Regions from separate parts of the Arachis hypogaea genome. Here region 1 is linked to region 2. Evidence: chromatin contacts called from public Hi-C data. All regions are on one chromosome and are shown on one strand. Each heading gives the region's core, a stretch centred on a gene start, on an enhancer-like site or on the middle of the called end of the contact. The rest is flanking DNA. Distances are from core to core; before and after follow the strand shown. Region 1 has its middle 12 kb from the start of LOC140175572. Region 2 has its middle 7.8 kb from the start of LOC112715109.

Region 1 (3,945 bases), core at 423-2,922, 240 kb before region 2:
AATATATATAAATACACATAAATGTATATATATATATTGTAGTTAATTTTGTGTTTATAAAATATTTTATTTTAATAAATTGAGTAAACTATTAAATTGTATTTAAAAGATGTGGCTAATTTTTTTTAGAAATAAAAAAAAAGCATAGTATGTTATCCATTGTTATGGATAAATTAAGTATTTTTTTAATATGAAGATAAAAAATAAGAGAGTCAAATTTTATAATAAAATTTTAGAAGTATATAAATTGAAAGGTTAGATTTGTTATTTTAAAATAATAAAAAAATTCATAAACACAAAGTTGATTCTTAAATTTTTAATTTTAGAAAAATAAAAATTATAAATACAAATCTAATCCTAAAATTTTGGTATTCAAATCTAATGCTCAAATTTTTTTTTAATTATCCTCCACAATTTTGTGATGCACCTCATCACCCTCGTAATACAATAAAACACACACTTCTCCAATATTAAAAATAACATTGATGTGAGAAACACAAATGTTTATGTAATAAACATAGAACTATTTGATAATTGGTTATTTTCTTTAATATTTTAAAATCTTTTCAAAGATCTTTTACCAGTTTTATCTTTTAGAATTTTTGTCTACGTTTGAATTTTTTGTAATTTATTTTAAAAAATTGAAACTTTTTTATGATAAATACTCTATAAAATTAATTTTTTTATCTCCTAATAAAAATAATGTACATTATTTAACATTTTAACAAGGAATAAATTAAAATTCAATAAATTTTCATTCTTTATCCTAATATGAAAGATAAGTTTTGAAAAAATACTCTTAATGTTTAATTTATATTAATTGTGTTATCAAATCTTATATAAGTTTGGAATTTTATACTATTATTTTTCAAATTTTTCTAAATATTAAAAATTTATCAGGTCAATATTAGTTTTTTTTTTCATTTTACTCTTATCCGTCAATTTCCTCTTCTTCCTCAAACACCACCGTCAACATCATCCTCTCTCAAACACCATGACAACCACCAGCAATATCTAATCATTATCAACGGCACAACATCCATGACCATGAGAGGTGTCGGATTTGCTTATTCAGCTTTTCTTTTTAGTTAGCATGTATCTGAAATATACATATTAAAATAATTAAATTAGAATTTTTTTTTGAAATGATATAAAATTTAAATTTTTAGTATATTTATTATGTATTTATAAAATTAAAAATAAAAATTTTTTATTAACAATAATATGTCCAACTTAGCTAAGCCATATTTTTAATCACTTTTTGAGCTACCTCAGTTCCAATGTTTGGGAACGGACGAAAAATCCCGTTTATTTGATAGTTATGGAGTCTGATTAGATGGTTGTCTGGAAATAAAAATCTTTGTAATAATACAAGTTTCGGGGTCATAATTTTTTATGGAAAGCTTAAATCTCTTATTTTATGCTTAAGAAATATAGGATACCATCTCATCTTGTCGTTTCTTGAGCACTTGTGGATGTTTGATGGGAATTCCTAGAGCATCCAATGACGGCTAATCTTCCTAATCAAATTATTCTATTTTCTGTTTGTTTTTGTTTTTTTTGTGTGTTAATCTATAAATTTATGGATTTTGACCTAGTTCAACCAAAAGAAGTATGTATTGGTTCCGTTCTACGAATTAGGCCAAGTCAGAAAAATCATTAACCTATAATCAGGAGCAGATTTGAGGATGGGACAAGTGGGGTGCTGTGGGCCCTCAGAAAATTTAGAAATTCTCTAATATATTATAGGATGTGCAGATTTTAATAAAAGTCATTTTAACGGGTAATTTACACTAATAAATTAAATGATTTTTTCAGAGTATAATGTCATTATCAAAATATAAATTTTATATTTAATTTTATAAATTAAATAAAAATTTAATTGATACGATATTTAATTATTTTTTAAATTAAATTACATATTGTATAAATATAATTGATTATTTTATATTGTATAATTATCTGTTATTTCTAATTCTAAAAAAGAATAAAGTTTTAACTTTTATATTATTTTAGAGAGTTATATTTTATATTAATTTTTTAATATTAAAAATTTTGATAATGAATTTTTAGATACCAATGAATCAAAGAATAATTTTTAATGAATTTTTAGAAATTGTTTATTGTTCCATTTTAAATTTACAAGTTTATAAAAATGAAGATTTTCTAGAATTTAAATTAGAACACAAAAGTTGAATTTTTATTCTTATTCGTTTTGTTTTTTTGATATTTTATTTAAATCTAAATAGAAGGTATTTTTTATTGACATTTATGTTTTAAAATTAATAACAATTAAGAGTAAAGTATCATTTTTGTCCCCAATATTTGGGGTAAGTCTTAAAGTTGCGCATAACGTTTCAATCGTTCTATTTAAATCCCTAAAATTTCAAAATTGATTCAATGTTGTCCTGCCGTTAGGGATCCGTTAATAAAATTGACAGTGTGACAAAATTGAGACAATTTTAAAACGTTAGGACTTAAATAGGACGAAAATATTGGGGACAAAAACGATACATAAAAATAAATTTTAATTTAATTTTATCTTTTAATAATATCAATTTTTTTACTGTACATAGTATTCAATTATTTTTTAATTACATCTAAGTAAATTATACTTAATCACATTACTTTCATTTTAAATAAATTTATTTTTTTATAATTTTAAAGAATTTTGATACATTAGAGACAAAAGGTATAATTTATATTTTATTGTATATATATTATTTTTTTCTCTTTCACAAGTTTATATACTAGTCATTCTACAAACATTTCATGATAACTAAAAATCTTTAAGAGTAAAATTATAAAAATAAATAATTTATTTAGAATGAAAGTAATATGATTAAGTGTAATTTACTTAGATGTGATTAAAAAATAATTGAATACTATGTATAGTAAAAAATTGATATTATTGAAGGATAAAATTAAAATTTATTTCTATGTATCGTTTTTGTCCCTAACGTTTTCGTCCTATTTAAGTTCTTAATGTTTCAAAATCGTCTCAATTTTATCCCGCCGTCAATTCTGCTAACGGATCCCTAATGGCAGGACAACATTGAGTCAATTTTGAAATGTTAGGGACTTAAATAGAACAATTAAAACGTTAGGGACAACTTTAGAACTTACCCCAAATATTGGGGACAAAAACGATACTTTACTCTAACAATTAACTTAAAGGTAAAAAATGTCAATAAGTTGTATAAATAATAAATCGAATCAAACTAATTCAATTTACTGTATATATATTGCAAAAATAATAAATCGAAACAGGTTATTCAATTTTATACTTTTACATTATACATATATATAAAAAATCGAATCTAGTTGATTCAGTTTATTACTATTGTAACTAAATCGAATCCAATTAATTCGATTTATATTAAAAATATTATAAAATAGACATATAACAAAAATTGTTTAAACATATTTGCGTAATTTTAATCCCATTCAGTTTGTTGTGTAAATTGCCCCTTTTTTTAATCCAATGAATAATGTGTGGCATTTTAATTCTACAAGCATGAATTCAATTCTCATTTTTTATATTTTGAATTTTTATTGTTCCTTCTACCTTTTACTTTTTCTCCCTTAATTCTTTATATCTATTATTATATAAAAAATATTTTAATTCTTATAACAACTAATTAAATGTAATAAAAAATATATACATAAAAATTAAGTTATTTAAAAGTTTATTTATTTTTTTATAATACTAATATCATAACATATTAAATTAATTATTTATTAATACAAATCTATTTTAATATCTTATTTATTAATTTATTTTAAATATATATTAAAAGTATTTGAGTAAATAATTTATATTATTTATACTATATTTTTTATAATAATAAAAGATAAAAAATTAAATTATAATTTTATGCAAAAAAAACTTTGATATAAATGAGTTTTTAAAAAGGTGTTTTAGTTATGAATGATATTAAAAAT
Region 2 (3,905 bases), core at 108-2,607:
TCAATCTTTCTTTTGCCTTTGTTCCCCTTGGCTTCGGCCAAGTATTCTTCTTTTTTTTTTTTTTTCCTGTTAAACGTTAATAATAATAATAATAATAAAAATAATAATAATAATAATAATAATAATAATAATAATAATTATTATTATTATTATTATTATTATTATTATTATAAAAATCAATTTAAATTTTGTCTATTAAAATAATTTTAATAAATAATTTAAATTAATAAAATAAATTATAATTAAATTAAATTTAAATATTCATAAAATTTTATTTAATTATTTTTGTTAAAAAATAATTTTTTTAAAAACAAAATCTTAATATAATATGTTGACTCAATAATTAATTATTTAATTTTAAAAAATTTGAGATGTTATATTCATCCTAGACAATCACATTTTGAATAATTAACTATTTTAAGGGTGAGTTTGGATTAGTTTTTTAAAATTAGATTAATACACTAGATCAGTCTTTAAAAAATTTTTAATCAAATAGTTTAATCATAAATAAATTTTAATCTCCAAATAAATTTCTAACATTTTATTTTGTTAGATATATCGATATTCACATCAAATTTTTAATAAAAGACAAATCAACTTCTGTCATTTATTTAATAAAGACATATCAGTCCTGAAAATTTTTTAAAATTATATTCTAAGATCAGTCTTTCTATATAGACAAATAATTTTATGTGGGACTAATTTATCTAAGGAATAAGAGTTTTGAAACTTATTTAGTGATTAAAATTTGTTGAGAACTAAAGTATACAATGAAAAAAATTTTAAAAATTAATTTACGGTATTATTCTAAAAATTATTTTTAATATATTCTTATTATAAAAATAAATTTATATTTGGATAGGAAATATAAGAAATACTTCTTTTAATAGAGAATTTACTATTTTTCTTAACAAGTTACTTTTTAAAAGAAAAACATATTCCTTGTTTACATTAAAGAATTTTTTTAAAAAAAATAGAAATGCCTGTATTTCTTTACTTTAATAAAATAAATACAAATCGAGCACTAATAAAGCTGAAGAAATTAAACTCTTTCATCCTATAAACTATAAGGAGGAAATCGCCCAATACAAATTTAAGGACCAAAATTATTAAAGTTTATTCAAATATTCATCATCAAAGTCCAAAAATGAAAATGATAATAACGGATCACGTTGACAACAGCAACAGTTGAAGAACTATATACCTAGTTAGCTAGTGTTCCCCATTTACTTTACAAATATATCATATAAAATGCAATGGGCCACTATGACTTTTATACTAATTCCCCTCCTCCTATTTTATTTCCATCGAATAAAATACCCAACACATGAGTTCATGTGATCACGAAAAGTACCTGAAAACGATATTTGGGTTGTTATTGACCACCCTTTTTATAGAATGAGAGCTATACTAGCTACTCCTACTATGTAAGTTTGTTACCACAATACAAAATCTCTGATTTGTTTGGCGACTCATCAATCAACAATTCCTTGTTTGCTGGTTGTTCCCTCCAACTTTTTTTCTTTTTTCTTTTTGTCCTCTCTTGTCAACTTATTCTAAACATATATATTTGTTTGTTTGTTTGTTTGTTCACGTTGTCCATAACAAGAAAAAGAATAATGATGTCTTTTCACTTGATAATTTATTACTTCAACACATTAGTTTTGCAACTATGCAAGGATTCCTTTTGTGTGTGTGGTTAATGTGAATAAACTACTTTTATTCCACCTATTATAAGAGTGATCATTTATTAAACAAATGAATTTTAGACAGAGATTAATTTTCAGATGATCTTTTAAATCATTTAAATCATTTTATGATTCTTAGCTATCAATTTCACGTTTTACATTGAAGGTAATTCATCAAAATAGGTGACCGTAGTAATGTATATTGTATAGGGACATGGGCTGATCTGCTTTTCACCATTTGTAAAACAATGGCAACAGAACAGAGTTAGTCGTACCAAGGAGAGGCAAAGTAGAACAGAACATTAATGGCGGTTCTGGATAGTAGCAGCTTTGATGACCTTCTCCTACAGTAGCCACTCCAGCAGTGGCGACGGTGCAGTTGCCTCTTCATTCTTTCCCCTTTCTTCGTTTCAAATTCTTCTTCTTTAATGTTTGTGTTCTCTCTTCTTGTCTTCTTTTTCTATTCTAGTGGCATGCTCTCTCTCTCTCTCCCCATCATGCCTCACTCTTCTCTTTCTTCCATGTTCATTCTTCTTCTTTGCTTTTCTTAATCTCTATTTAAGTTCTCTCCATCTCGTCTGAGTTGAATAAAGAGAAGGTGAAGAATCTCGAATGAACTAAATCAAAGGAAACAAATAAGGTGAAGAATTCAATCAGAGGAGAAAGCGAAGAAGATAATGTGAAGATGAAGATGGTTCATGGAATTAGGGATTAGGATTTTAAATTGATTCAGGGTTGTCTAACTGTCTAAGAAAAATATAGGAAAAATATAGAAAAAATATAGGAAGACAATGAGAATAATGATTAGAAGTCATGAAATATTAAAAATATAAAATAAAATATTTAAAAATAATTGAAAAATAGTTAGGAGGACTTTGATCGTTTTCCATAATATAAAATTAAAACTTACAATAAGCTCCTTTGATTGAATAATGGAGCATCTGGTGTCATTGTTTCCCAATAATAAGGTGAGTAAGTGTGATGGGAATGGTAAGGGGTAGGCACACGAAGTGCATAAAAAGAAGTTAAACTAAATTAAATTAAGAGACAAAAGGAAGTGGGATTGAGCAGCAGAGCAAGAAACCATCTTTGTTTGCTCCCTGGACCCTGTTACCAGGAATGTTTGCCGGTGCTCAACTCATTACGACAAAAGGGGTTAGACTGAGACAATGTTTATGCCACTAATTTCCTTTCACTTTTAATAATTAACTATGACTAATAGTATTAGAATCTTTTTAATTTTATAACTTACGGATACTCATATGTTAGATCAACTGCATCAGAAATACCGCATATCATGTTATGTTTTTTTATTTTATTTGTATCCTCAGGCCTAAATAGTAAATACTATAATAGACTAACTCATGCATTAAGCTATTATTAAGCAGATTTATTAGAGGGATAGCGTAAGTTCATGGAGAAAAGTGAAAACATTGAAATCAAGCTCATACTTATCAAATTCTGTTGGATCAAATCGGTTGAATTGAAAATCTGGTCACCTTATTTTCAAATGAAATTGGATTATTCATTATTATTTGAATTAGTTAAACAACCAATTAGGTTAAATTTGGTCAAATTTGGACGGGTCAAACTAGGTTATCATTAGACTAAGTTACTATTTGTTGTACATGTTTTTTATTAATATTGCACAAATTAAATTAATTATATTTACAAATTTAAAAGAAAAAATAAAATTTTATTAATTATAATATTTGTTATTTCTATGATTATGATTTTTATTTTCGTTTATGTGAATAGTTGAAGGTAATAAGTATAAATTAACTAATGAATTATTAAAATCTGAAAATAATAATTAATTTGATACAATAATAAAACTAAAAAAAGATATTTATAATGATAATAAGAAAATAAAATTTTATATATTTAATTATAATTGAATTAACTGATTCAACCTATGACCTATTGATTAAGTCAGTATTGTAATAACTCAATAATCTAACTAGTTTGATTATCAATTCAATTTAAAAATCTATAATTAAAGCAATATATAGGATAATTTATATGAATAAATCGTTTGGCACTCTATATTCACCCAAATGTCCTTTTATTTTGCGAGATAATATTTAATTTGGTTTTTGAATTTGCATACGAGTCTTAATTTAGTTCCTAAAATTTCAATTGTCTTTATTTAATTCCCAAACTTTGCGAACATAACTTATGTTAGTCCTTGAAACAATGTTTAACGTACAAACGTTA

The links. Hi-C and Micro-C count contacts between places; a contact is called where the count stands out from the background.
Region 1: a Hi-C map of leaf shows a contact between it and region 2, with 4 times the contacts expected there. The contact joins two enhancer-like sites. A contact is called at or near these places in 2 of 8 Hi-C or Micro-C datasets (leaf and an unstated tissue).

What each region holds. Positions count from the first base shown.
Region 1 is chr10:9,876,523-9,880,467 of arahy.Tifrunner.gnm2.J5K5, reverse strand. No RefSeq gene overlaps it. Among protein-coding and RNA genes, the nearest start is that of LOC140175572, 12 kb to the left of the region's middle. Within about 2 kb of position 1,672, at least 1 of the 3 cell types and tissues checked has open chromatin away from gene starts, as enhancers often do.
Region 2 is chr10:9,639,408-9,643,312 of arahy.Tifrunner.gnm2.J5K5, reverse strand. No RefSeq gene overlaps it. Among protein-coding and RNA genes, the nearest start is that of LOC112715109, 7.8 kb to the right of the region's middle. Within about 2 kb of position 1,357, at least 2 of the 3 cell types and tissues checked have open chromatin away from gene starts, as enhancers often do.